Linked DNA regions of Mus musculus: region 2 is linked to region 1. A link is a contact called in public Hi-C data. All regions are on one chromosome and are shown on one strand. Each heading gives the region's core, a stretch centred on a gene start, on an enhancer-like site or on the middle of the called end of the contact. The rest is flanking DNA. Distances are from core to core; before and after follow the strand shown.

Region 1 (6,613 bases), core at 2,226-4,725:
TGAAAATTATATCACTGAATAAAAGGATTTGATAGAGTTTACAGTATTACAATATTGATTTCATAATTGTCTCATAAGTACTTTAGACTAGAATTTTTGGAACTTGAATTTATTTTGGGGATTTAGAATATTTGCAGAGAAGCGATTAGACTTGTTAAACATCCCATATGTAAAAGTTTGAAACCAGAAATGTTCCCACATCCAAAGCTTTTTGGTCTTTTGTTGTTGTTGTTGTTTGTTTGCTTGTTTGTTTTTTGAGACAGGGTTTCTCTGTGTGACCCTGGCTGTCCTGGAACTCAATTTATAGACCAGGCTGGCCTCAAACTCAACAGAGAGCCTTCTGCCTCTGCTTTCTGAACGTGAGGATTAAAGGTATGCACCACCACCATATTCCAAAACATTTTTATTAAAATAAAAGTATTAGTTACTTTTCCTCCATCAAGGTCAGACTTTCTGAGCCTCCTTAGACAAACACCACCAACAACTGGAAGCCAAGTATTTAGTATCTGAGACTTTGGAGGGCATATCATTCACACCACCACAGGGACAGACTGGTGAACCAAAAAGTTACCCTACAGGTGGAACAACAATATGAACTACCCAGTACCCCCCAGAGCTCATGTCCCTAGCTGCATATGTATCAGAAGATGGCCTAGTCGGCCATCATTGGAAAGAGAGGCCCATTGGTCTTGCAATCTTTATATGCTCCAGTACAGGGGAACGCCAGGGCCAAGAAGTGGGAGTGGGTGGGTAGAGGAGTTGGGGGGTATGGGGGACTTTGGGATAGCATTGGAAATGTAAATTAAGAAAATATGTAATTTTAAAAAATGTTTAAAAAAGTTTTCTCTGTTTTTGGAGCCTTTCAGATTTCTTGACTAGGCAAGCTCCATGTATAATGTTGGTGCTGTTGGAATGACGGCCGATGCAGTTGCTGCAAGTGCTTTTTTTTCATTTCTTTTTTAATCAGTCATTGGATTCCTTCAGTAATCTCATGAGCTAAGCAGCATTACTGTCCTTCTTTACAGCGCAGGGTATGTAAGTAACATACTGCCAAGTTGAAACAGGTAAAAGGGCAGCGCCTTAGCTGGGCCTGCTGTGGAAATTATTCACCTTCCTGCCTTTTGCTGACCAGGTGGAAGGACTTGTTGCTTCTAAAGGGGAATAAAAAGCTCTCATAATGGTTACTGTCAACCATTGTCAACTTGATAGAATTTAGAATCACTTGGGATATGAGCCTCTTTTACCTATGGAGATTATCTTGATTATATGAATTAAGCTGGCGAGACCAGCCCACTGTGGGTGGCACGGTTCCCTGACTTAAAGGGAGAAAGTGAACTGAGCAGTAGTAGTTTGTAAACATTTGTAAACATTTGTTTGCTTTTTGTTTGATGGAATGTAACCTGCTGCTTCACGCTCCTGCCTCTGTGACTTCTCTCCCATGATGTATTGTAACCTGGAACTGAGCTAAAGAAATAGCCCTTTCTCCCTTAAGTTACTTTAATCAGAATTATTTTATCACAACAGGAAAAGACAGCCCTTGTTTTGTAGCATTTGGCAATTTTAGTAACATAATTTTGCCTTTAAGGGTTGATTTTAAGCTTTCCCTCCCTTTTTACTGAGGCTGAATTGGCAAGCAATGAATCCTGGGAAAAAATGTTAGTAGCACACTATTATGTAAATGTTCTTCCATATGCAGACCATAATGTAAATCTCAAGATATTATAGTATGATGTAGCCTTAATAATACAGGGCTTTTAGGTATTATATATGCTTTTAATTAATCTATTTTAGTTATTTGTAAGTTTAATTTCTAATAATAATTGTGCTCTGCAGTTGGCTTATAGAATTCCCAGAAATTTAACAGCTGACTCTCATGAGTTGGCCCAAGCTATTGCCATAGTCATCTTACTGCTGACCAAACTTACCTTCTGATATGTGTGGCCAACATTATATAAGACATCAGTGATTTCTCTCTTTTACCATTTCTTCCCCCCAAATTTCCTTCTTCATTTTCCTGTATCTCTATTTACCCTGTTTCCCACATACTGTCTCTTCAGTCCACTTCTACAGTATAATTAATTCACTTCTGAAATGCATAGCTCTTTTCCATTCTATTACTTCCTTCCCCCAAGTTATTCCTGCTTATTGAAGAAAGGTCCTAGGTGACTAGTATTTTGTGGAATAGAGTCTTTGCCAAGGTCTTGTAGAGAGGCAATCTTTGGTATGGAAAAAGAACACATATTCTTGGAGTTCTGGTGGAGAGTCAGAGTTAAAACAGTTTTTATCTAAATCATAAGGTAATTCTTGCATTGCTACTACTACAGTAACTTCTGTATAAGTAAGTAAAAGATGTGGGCAACTGAGACGTCCCACCATTTATAATTCTTTAGTTTTTTTTAAATCCTTATATTAAAAACCCATTTTTATGGATAATTAAGCAGTTTTTTTAATCACTATACATTTTTATTTGGGAGATCATCTATGCTTATAAGATAATGCCTAATATAGACTACCTTTCTCATTAGTTATTGTGAAATTATGGCCCTAAAAATGATCAAACTCAAGTATACACTTCTCATTAATGAAGAGAGGGAAATTTTTGTCTTTGTAAGGGCTGCACTGTTTCTTAGGCTTATGTTGCTGGAGATTGATGGCATAGGTGCAGTCTTTTCTTGTTGTTGGGTCTGACTAAAATAGTAATTGAGAATATCTTGACCATTATTTTTGTTATTCAGCTCATCTGTGTAGTTAGCAGTGTGGCAGACTTGTTAGCTGTTCAACCAGACTCGTCAACCTGTGTATTCTGAGAGTTGGGCCTAGTTTTGAACAACAGAGTGATCGATCAGAGCTTCTCTCACAGAGAGTAGAGATCAAGTAACCAGTCACCTGGATAAAAGTTCTGACGGAGATCTGAGACTCTTCTCCTACATACAACCAAGCCCGCGTGCTTGATCTTTCAGAGTCATCTCCAGTAACACTAGGTAACTCGTGAACTTCCATAAAATAGGAGTTCTATGCACCTGGGAAATGTGGAGTGTGTTTGCTCTCTGTTACTATTAGAGGGAATCAACTACATTTAGTTCCAAGTGCCTTTGGAACTCAGCCTTTGAATTGCCTTGAGGTTAGTAAAGCTTTGTTCTCTTCTCTTGGGTATAGGTTAAAAGTATGAAAACAATTCAGAATTTAGTAATTTTGTATTAATGCTTTGTTAAAAGGATGTCAGTTGCTTTTGTCAGCCACCTCTTGCCCTCATTGAAAGGAAGCCCCAAATTAACTAGTAAGGGCACAGACAGAACCTCAGCAAGAAGACCCTCCTCATGTGAGAGAAGTTCTGGGGTCTGAAAAGAAGGATTCTGTCTTAGAGTGCCAGTTTAGAAATCTAAGTTAGAAATTTCAGTTAGAAATGCGAGTGGACTTCCTCTCGTGTGAAGGTGTAGGCAAGCGTGTAAGTGTGGATGAATGGGCACAGCTGTGGCATGGAGTTACGTAACAAAGCAAGCTAGAGGCAGAGGGTGTGGGCCATAGGTCTTAGTTTCCAGCACATGAAGGAAAAGATGAAACTTCTCTGGTTTTATTTGTAGAACATGAGGGGTCTTCAGTACCTACAGAGAATGGACTGTTCTCATTGTGCCTCAGACATTCAAGCTGATTGGCTCATACTAAAGGATGACATTTCTCTGGTTTAAGCCTTTTAAAATCATTTCCAGAGAACGGCGTGTATGTAAGGCCAAACTACAATTTGGAGTAGTGATCAAAACTAATGATAATTCATTTCTGACCATAATAGCTCTGTGTTATGGTGCTTTGGAGTGTTCCAGTTATAGCCAAATAAGTTATGGCTTATTTGGGGTTATGGTTCATTCTGACTTATGTGTCGAATTCGGTGGACTTGAGCACTGGGTATAAAATAAAAACAACATTTATGCTCCAGGAAACACTTTGAACTCAGTCTATAAAGTCAACATGCTCTTAACATTTATTAAACTTAACCTTAGGTTTGATGATATAATTTTAAGTTTTCAGCATATATCAAAATGCTGCCTTCTCTACTGATTCTGGGTTTAGTAATGTGGCCACAGGGTGGCATGATTCCCTTACATACCTTGTTGTTGATTAAAATGAAAAAGATGAAGACATACAAATTAAATGATAATTCTTTCCCCAATTTTATGTTAAAATGTCCAGGTTTTTTTTTCCTAAATTGATGTTTCTGTACTTCATTATTAAGATTTGAAGAATATTAAATCTCAGTACCCTAAGCTTTGATGTGTTAAAGGTTTTTTCCCTGTTCTTGTTAGCTTATGGTTATAGCACAAATTATGTTTATATTTGAGAAGAATGCTAATTAGGGCTGCATGTCACAGTGTATATTTAACTACAAGCTTTAGCTTTTTTTTTTAAAGCCAACTTATAAAAACTGATAGAGTATTTGAAACTGGCAGACAAAGATGTTTGTCATCCTCAATAGTTGTGAAGTTGTTTGCATAGTTACTGGCATGACACTTACCTCGTTTTAAAGGCTTCCTGGAAGGCTGAGTGAAGGAGGAGAACAGGGATGTCAGATGATCGAGAGGCACAGGCTATTCAAAGTGACCTTTTATTTAAATAGATGGGAAGTCCACTCTGCTCATGAGTTTCATATAGCAACTCTAAAGGCAGAAGGGTTGTTTCCATTTATACAAGTCCAGGAAAGTTAAGTTTGATGGATCTAAGTCAATCTTTGTAGGTGGAGTTTGAATGCACACGTTACCATTTCAAAGCAGATCTATATACCCTCACCTTTGTTGGGAAATGGATAGACTTAGTAGTAATTTATGAGATGTAAAATTTAGCAGGCTCCCAATAGGAACCTTACTAATACAGACTTGTGGACTCTTTTCCAGGGCGATTGTGTTGTTACAGTATTGCTTGCTGAAGAGGACAAAGTTGAAGATGATGCTATTTTTTACTTGATATTTTCTGGCTCTACCCTCTATCACTGCACAAGTACCCGGAAAGTCAGTTCTGATACGTTGGAGACAATTGCTCCTGGTAAGTATCTAAATGGTGTCTTTTCTAGCCTTCATCAATTATTTGTAATTTTGCTCTTTATTTTGAGACCAAGTTTGGTAGCAAACAGCTAAACCTGGGCGTGAAACTCTGTTTCTTACCTCAGCCTCCTGAGTGCTGGGATTGCTGGCCTATATAATATACTGGGCTTCTTTATTCTTGGTGGGGACGGGGACACACGCACACATATTTGGTTAGTATAGAGTAATAGAAGGAGCAAAGCAGAGTGCTCACCTAACAGCTGTTGTTAGATCTTTAAGTATATTGCTAGTGCTTTTGTTTGCTCCACACACGTATGAACCTACCTAGAAGTAAAGTGACATTACAAATTGAAGGGTATCAGTATTAGGATCAGCAAAAAAAAAAAAAAAAAAAAAAAGGAACAAACCCACTAATTTGTTAGAGCTTGAGAAAACTGAGAGCTACATGGGAGGTATACATTCTCATGTGATTATCATGATGATGCTTCAGAATTTATTTTATTGTGAGTTTCACAGTGACAAAACCAAAACAGAAAACCTAATTAATAATACATACCTCATGTCTGGGGTGCACAGTGTCTTTGTTAATCCTGAGATTTGAAAGAGAAAGACTAATTCTACCATTATTCTTTAAGGAGAAATAATGAAGCTATCAACATTATATAGAGTATTCCTCCAAATTTTGAAGCAAGCTTTATTAAATATTAAATACTGACTTGGTGAATTCTGGCCGGGTCCACTCCCTGGAATTCCTAGCTGAGAGGCCCACGACACTTGTTGTATGTCTTTTTATGGACAAAACCATTCAACCACTGTATTTTCCCATGGCTTCATTGTTATTTTCTAAGAACTGCAGCTCCCAGAATACAGAAGTTACCTCCCTTGCGTAGGTGGGGTTTATGGGTTAATTTTGGGTCTTACATATTTTACATAAAGGCAATGCCTTGGACTTACAAGCCATAGAACACTATGGAGTGCTGGGCTACTTACCACTGCATTTATAAATGTAAACACGATTTAAGAAATCAATTACTAGTCATCGGGGCACTGCTATCAACTTCCTGTTGGGAAGGGAGAAGGGTTCTCTAACTAGGAGTCAGTCCCTGGGTAGACTCCTGCCAGGAAGTGAAATGAGATTAGTCGTATGGATTCATTTCTTCTTAATTAGAATTTGTGATTAAAATTAACCCCCATTGTGTGTGTGTTTCCCAGGAGCGCCCTAGCCACACCCTCTATGGGTGTCTATTTGTGTTTCTTGATCCTGAATACTGCTGCCCTAGTGTTCTAATCTGACCAGAGTCAGCATTGCACTCTGATACTATTTTTGTCATTCTTGACTCATCCATTCACTTGTAGCTCAGAATACTCAATTTTTATTCTCTTTTATCAGCTTTTCCCTTACTGAGGTCTTCTATTCTCTATTGTTCTTACTGATTCAAATTTTCTCTCCTCAATAGCCTCATTATTCCTCCACTCGCCTAATTTCATTGATTTTTGATAGGAAGTGCCCAGTTATGTCAGAGTTCAGAAAGACTCTCGTGTACCCACTGGAGGGTAGGGGTAATTGTGGCATCACTTCAGCA
Region 2 (6,613 bases), core at 1,248-3,747, 890 kb after region 1:
GGAAAAGACAAAAGCAGACATTAGGAAAGGGATACACACAGGAGTGGGGATAATAGAAGCAAAGGAAAAAATATAGGGTGGAGACTGTGAGTGTTTGTTTAACAATATACCATAAAGGGAGGTGGTAGAATCATGTATTGTATATAGTAAATCAGGCTAGTATATCATAAATCATAAATCTGGACTTTGTGAGGTATAACAATAATGCATGCATATGGGAAAAGAAGAAAGGAAAAACAAACAGAAAGTCAAAAAAGGGGCAGGGGCTGGACATAAAGTCGCACAGGGACAAGTAAATGGTAAGAGATGAGAATGTTAGGAGGTAGAGTGAACCTGCTGCATTGACCTAGGGTGTTTTGTGGGGGAGGAATCCCTGCAGTTGGAAGGACAGCTGAGAGCAGAAATGAGATAATGGAGACACTGACTTGGGTGTTGATTTCATTTCCTCAGTGGGTTTGTTGTGTTTTCCTAGTCCTGGCCTGTGATATGCTGGATGCTGATTTTGACCTGTGCTCCTCTCTTCCTTCACTTTTATATGGAGGTGTTTTGGGGGTGTGTGTGGGTGATGGTGAGCGACTAGCTGAGGACAGACAAGGCAAGTGTTTTTTTCACCCCACAGCTATGGTTGAGAGGTAATACCGTTGGTCTACCAGCAAGAGGGGCGTGTCATACCCAAAGCATTGTTCCGAGGTTTTGTTTAGTTCCTATAGTTTTACTGGTTCCTGTTGGGTGCTATAAATCCCTACCAGTAGAGCGTGTGTCGATTTCCTGCTAGAGCTCATTCCACAGGTTTGCTATTACTTCAGATTCTGCTGGATTTTGCAGTTATGTCAGCAGCTGCTTTGAGTAGTGTGGTTCCAAGCAAGAAGTCCAGCCTGATGGTAGAGAAAGTTGGTAGGTCTGATGGTAGAGGAAGTTGGTGGGTCTGATAGGAGAGGAAGTTTACTTAGACATTGCCCTGATCTGTTTCTCTAGCTATGCTCATTTGCTTACTCCAACATAGCTCTAGGCCATCACCTTACTCTGAAGTCTGCCTTGTTGCTTTTTTAAATTGAAAATTTTTTTTTCATATACTATATTCTGATCATGGTGTCTGCTCACCAAACTCCTTCCAGACCCTCCTCACCCATTTGCCCACTGAACTCTCTGCCTTCGTTCTCTTTAGAAAATTATCCAAAAGACCAAACAAACCAAACTTATTGAAAATTAAGTAACAAAGAGAAAACATTTTTTAAAAAAACCAGTAAATACCTCTGACAAATGCTCTTGTTAAGTTGTCTAGGAAACCTTCAACATCTGACCTGCCTAACCCAACCCATTGTAGAGTTTACAGGCCTCATGCCTCTAAAAGATAATGGTTCTTACTTAATACCTTTACCCCCACCCCCATACTTCTTGCCTTCATCTCCATTTTGCAGATGGCAGCCAAGGAAAGCTCATATCCAGCCTTTAGCCAGGAGAATGGGAAGTGGTCACTTGAGAAGGAGACTCCAGACCATCATCAATCCATATTCTCCAACATCCTATCCTTTTCTTGCTGTTTCAGGAGAAATTTCCTAAGAAATGTGTACGATCAAACCACATACTACTTATTAAAGATGGGCAGCATTTTGCTAACCTTCTACTTTCTCTACATTGCCTCCATAATATCATATTCTGAAGGATCCATTTCTGCATGGAGAAAATTGACCCATTTTATCCTATAGATTTACATTCTGTAATGAGTGTTTCTTATTTCTCAGAAACTTTTTGACCAAATTGTACTCATACAAACATATATACATATTTGTGCACACACACATATGTGTGTGTCCTTATGACATTCTCTTGACTGTAAGAGAACTATGAGAGGGAATTGTTGCTCTACAGACCTCTTCTAGGCAGGGCATCTGATCCTCTCCTAAGCAAGTCCTATTCTCTTGCAGAGTCACTATTGCCCCAGTGGATGGTGAGAAGCCAAGAAACAACAAAGGTGCATGAGGGGGTGGCTATGCTATTTTTGCAACTGAGGCACCGCCACTCTGCACTTATTATAGCTAAAAGAGCAGAGCATAACCTTTCTATGTCTCTGGAGCTGAGATAATCTCACTCTACTGCCTGGGTCTCCCACAGTTAGCATGCTGTTCTTTCCGGGGAGCCAAGGTGGAGGGAGCTGAGGAGGCTGCACTTGTGGTTGTTAAAGAATACCTTTCCCTTTTTTCTTTTGCTTAAAATTGTTCTTACAAAAGCAATGTTCTATTCAGTCTGCCATTATGCTAAAAGCTTTTCCTTGGAAGACAATAGCTGTTCTCAGAGAAAAAAAAAAAAGATTTACATGAGGTCCCAAGGGTGTAATGAGCTACCACAAGGCACCTGCCTCGGGTTGGGAGTTGTCACTTGTAAGTGGTTTTAAATTAGAACCGAGTGGAAAAATACACGGTTACAGACTTCCCCTTTTGGCTTCTTTGCAAATCATTTTCCACCCTCTCTGGCCTTTGTCTGTTTGTGAGATGCATGATCTGGTATGGAGGACAGAGCTTTCTCTGAGGGAGAGCTAAGAGTGACAATAGAGGCAATGTAAAACAGAAACTCAAGTCAAGTGAAAAGCCTCTCAATCTCGGAAATTTCTGCATGGCTTTATTTTGAAACCTCCCAAAGGCATGTGCAACCAAGCAATGCTATGGAGAAACTGGAGTCTTAGAGAGTGGAAATGGTCCACTTTGAGTCGCTTAGCTAAGGGGGAGGAGAGGCAGGGCTAGACCTCAGACCTCCAGCCTCCTACTGAGCCTGCTTCTTTTATCCTCAATGGGGTGTGCAGTCGTTGACAAAGCTTTGAGTGACACAGAATAATTGTCAGAACATACTGTTATGTCTCTTTGAACATCTTAAATAAAAAGAGTTAGAATTAGAGACCCTGGAGTGTATGCTTTTCTTGCCTTGGGGTTTTCATTATTCCAAACAAACAGGGCACAGAGTCATGCTAGGCAGCAGGAATACAAAGCCAATATTATTCCATCTTTTGCCATTGACATGCTCATAGTCTGTTGGGAGTGTGTGTGTGTGTGTGTGTGTGTGTGTGTGTGTGTGTCTAAAAGTTATGTAAACAGGTCATTATAATAGAACTGTGTCTTATGTCACTATTATGTTGCTGTGAAGAGACACCATGACCAAGAACATTCATAATAGATATCATTAGTTGGGGCCTTGCTTACAATTTCAAAGGTTAGTCCATTATTATCCTGGTGGGGAGTATACAGCATGCAAACAGATACTGGAGCAGTAGCTGTGAGCTCCATCCTCATCCATAGGCAGAGAAGGAGAGACTGGGCATGGAATGGACTTTTTGAAACCTCAAAGCCCACCCCCAGAGATACACTTCTTCCAACAAGGCCATATCTACTCTAACAAAGTCACATCTCCTAACCCTTCTAATCATTCACAGAGAGTGCCACTGCCTAACAACTGAGCATTCAAATACAGAAGCCCATGAGGGTCATTTCTATTCAAATCACCACAATAAGGTACACTGAAACAGAAGAGGAAACTAAGTAAGTAAAGTGGAGGCACAGAGAAGAGAGGATTTATCATAGGTAGACTTATCCACACAATGTACCCCATATAAACTCCATAGGCATGGTACTGTCATATTGATAAAACGTCAGAGAAACTGTAGTTGAAAATCCAAAAGGTATCAAAGCACTGTCTCACTTTTCCTCGAGACTATATAAAAGAGAGTCTGCAAAACACACCCAAACCACCTTCAATTTGTTTTTTTTCTCATGCATCTCTGCACACATAAAAAATGAGGACTTACATATAAAATATTACTCTCTTAACACAAACACCTCACACTCTGTGGCACTGAGGCCAGTTGAGTAGGCCTTTGTTGCATCCAGTTTTGACCAGGTCATGTCAATTAAAGAAAGATTAAGAGTCCCTCCTCCTCTCAAACTAGTTGAAGGAGGTGGGAAAGATTAGAAGACCTATAGGTAAGTAAATTGGTGTATATTATAGCATATAGATACTTTATTCTTAGAAGGGTTTTATGCAGAGGCATGAAATGCAGTGCCAGGCCTCCTTTTGAATTCTATTTTGAGGCAAGATCTCACTGAGTTGTTTAGGTTAGCTGTAAAAATATAATCTCTGACTCACACTCCTGAATAGCTGAGGTTACAAGCCAATATGAACAAGATTGCCTTATTCTTACAAAAGATTGTTTGGTAATCATAGTTGCCTTTTGAATTAAGAAATAAATCACTGTTATGCCATCATTAGGCATAATAAAAGAATGGTAAAGAATGGTTCAATGAAATTGTTGTTTGGTCTGCTTCTACATTCAAGAGGGTTGTGTGCCTCTGTGTGTGTGTGTGTGTGTGTGTGTGTGTGTGTGTGTGTGTGTGTGTGTGTCTGAGATTTTGTGAGATAGAAAAACATCATACCAGGAACAGAATCAACTGGGTATGATTCTGTGAAGGTCAGGTCAAAAGAGCATGGGGGGAAACTGACAAGTATAAGGTGGTAAAAGTAGTTTGGGTTAAATGGGAAATGATCTTCATTTTCATATCAGGGACATTTTTAAAAGACAGTGATGACTTACTTGGATATTAAAAGCAGGACGATAAGATCAGATTCATCTCTGAGGGAAGTCTTGAGACAATAATGTGGGAAAAGTTTTGAAGTGATCAAGATAATAATGACACAGAGTTCATATGCATGTAGACCCATGATCCAAACTCACTAGGGCACAAAGCTTGGCTTTGCCATTTATCAGAGCTATGACTCTGTGTTACAGAACTCTATTGTCTGCCACCAACATGGCTGTAATTAAGGAAACTTCATAAAAACAGGGCTATTGATGGACGATGTGGAAAGAGTTACTTGATTTTCACTTGAAATTTACTCACTCTCCTCTCATTCCCAGCTGTACATCATTACTCCCTAGCTATTTGTGGTCTCCCAGGATTCAAGAGTGTATAGGGTGTGGAAAAAAATAACTCAACTGGAAAAGACACAATGCTTTTATGCATTTTTTGTGAGTTGTTGCGTATGCTGGGGTAGGGGCTTTGCTAATGCAGTTTCTTAAGCCATTCATTCTCTTATAAACTACTCTAATATATGCACTGGTTCACTAAACTGGACTGAAGTAGAACCGGTACTTTGGCCTGTCATTCATTTCTGCCTGGGGTGAGAAATGTTTGTTCACTTCTTCCTAGGAAAAGTAAATATGAAGTATGGGAAAAGATGCTCAAATAGACACCTTGGTTTTCTCTTCTGTAAACAGTGAATACTAATAGTACCTACTTCAATCTATAAACAGTAACAGCCCTAGAACTCTTCCTTGCACATAGTGAATTCTCAAGAAATATTTCAGTTATTGGTCCTTTATAAAGGGGATGGGAGTCTAAATAAAGGTAAGTCTCAGCAAATGGGAGGGAGTAAGTTTCTAAGTTTAGGATACATGACAAAGAGAGACATTTTGACAATCATTGAAAAGAGGATTGGTGGTCAAGGATTGATGGTTTGATAGTTTAATGTTAACAAAACTACTATATATTATATATAAATATTATAATATATATATGTTATATATATGCTTATTACATATGTATGTACACACACACATGAAAGAGATAATAAAGATACCCAAAGTCCAGGAGACTTTCTCAAAAAGGAGAGGAAAGACTATAAGAGCTAGAGGATCAAGGGGTTTTCTGTGAGACTGTGCTGCCTGATAATCTCAGAAGCAATACCCAAACAGTAACACAGACTTGCCTGCCTAAGCACAACCTGAACAAGGATGAAAATAGACACACTGAAGTGGACAGGGAAAAGCCCACAAGGCCTCAGCCCTGCACAACTACAGACAGCTAAAGAATGCTGAGACACACACACACACACACACACACACACACACACACACACACACACACAGAGAGAGAGAGAGAGAGAGAGAGAGAGAGAGAGAGAGAGAGAGAGAGAGAGAGAAATAGTCTTTCCCAGGGAAGAACACAAAATTTGGTTATTCAATACTGAGAAGTGAGCTCTAAAAACATACCCAGAGGTGCCAGTATACAGAATGAGCACATTGTATTTAGGAAAAAAATATGCATATGCATGTAACAATTAATGAAAAAGAGAGGCCATGAATTTGAAAGAGAGCAAGGAGGGATATGGGGAGGGTTTGAAGGGAGGAAGAGAAATGTGGAGATGATGCAATTGCATTGCAATCTCCAAAAGGAAAGAAAAAAAAAGCAAAAGATAAGTGGTGGCAGAGAAGGATGAGTTCAGTATTAGAAACATTCGTTTTCAGAGAATTCAAAATTATCTGAGAACCCAGTAGAAGTGTAATTTTAAAGCCAATATATGATGAAATATAATCCAATTCAGATGGAAATAAAGCAAATTTTGTATTCGTTGAATAAGTTGCCCAATTAGCAAAGAGACCAATGTTGTCTAGATGTGGTTATTGTACCGGAAACATAAAAGAATTTTTTTATCAGAATCAAATTCCAGAACAATCTATTCTATAAATTGGCTCACTTGATATAATGATTTACATATTTTGAGGTAATGAACTGTTTACGAAGCATTAATGTATGACTAATTTTTCCACGCAACAGCCCTTTGTGGTAAG

The links. A called contact is a pair of places that touch in the nucleus more often than the background predicts.
Region 2: a contact with region 1 is called in a Hi-C map of pro-B cells, with 3 times the contacts expected there. The contact joins two enhancer-like sites. A contact is called at or near these places in 1 of 484 Hi-C or Micro-C datasets (pro-B cells) and 1 of 115 datasets of contacts at active chromatin or transcription factors (large pre-B cells).

The regions. Positions count from the first base shown.
Region 1 is chr7:75,565,001-75,571,613 of GRCm38.p6, forward strand. It overlaps Akap13 (A kinase (PRKA) anchor protein 13), which reads left to right. Exons shown (of 37, transcript NM_029332.1): 3 at 4,884-5,031. Among named protein-coding and RNA genes, the nearest start is that of Akap13, 110 kb to the left of the region's middle. Within about 2 kb of position 3,476, at least 19 of the 459 cell types and tissues checked have an H3K27ac peak or open chromatin away from gene starts, as enhancers often do. A contact at or near this core is called in pro-B cells, where this site is marked.
Region 2 is chr7:76,460,419-76,467,031 of GRCm38.p6, forward strand. All of the region lies in intron 17 of Agbl1 (ATP/GTP binding protein-like 1), which reads left to right. Among named protein-coding and RNA genes, the nearest start is that of Gm30774, 95 kb to the left of the region's middle. Within about 2 kb of position 2,498, at least 32 of the 459 cell types and tissues checked have an H3K27ac peak or open chromatin away from gene starts, as enhancers often do. A contact at or near this core is called in pro-B cells, where this site is marked.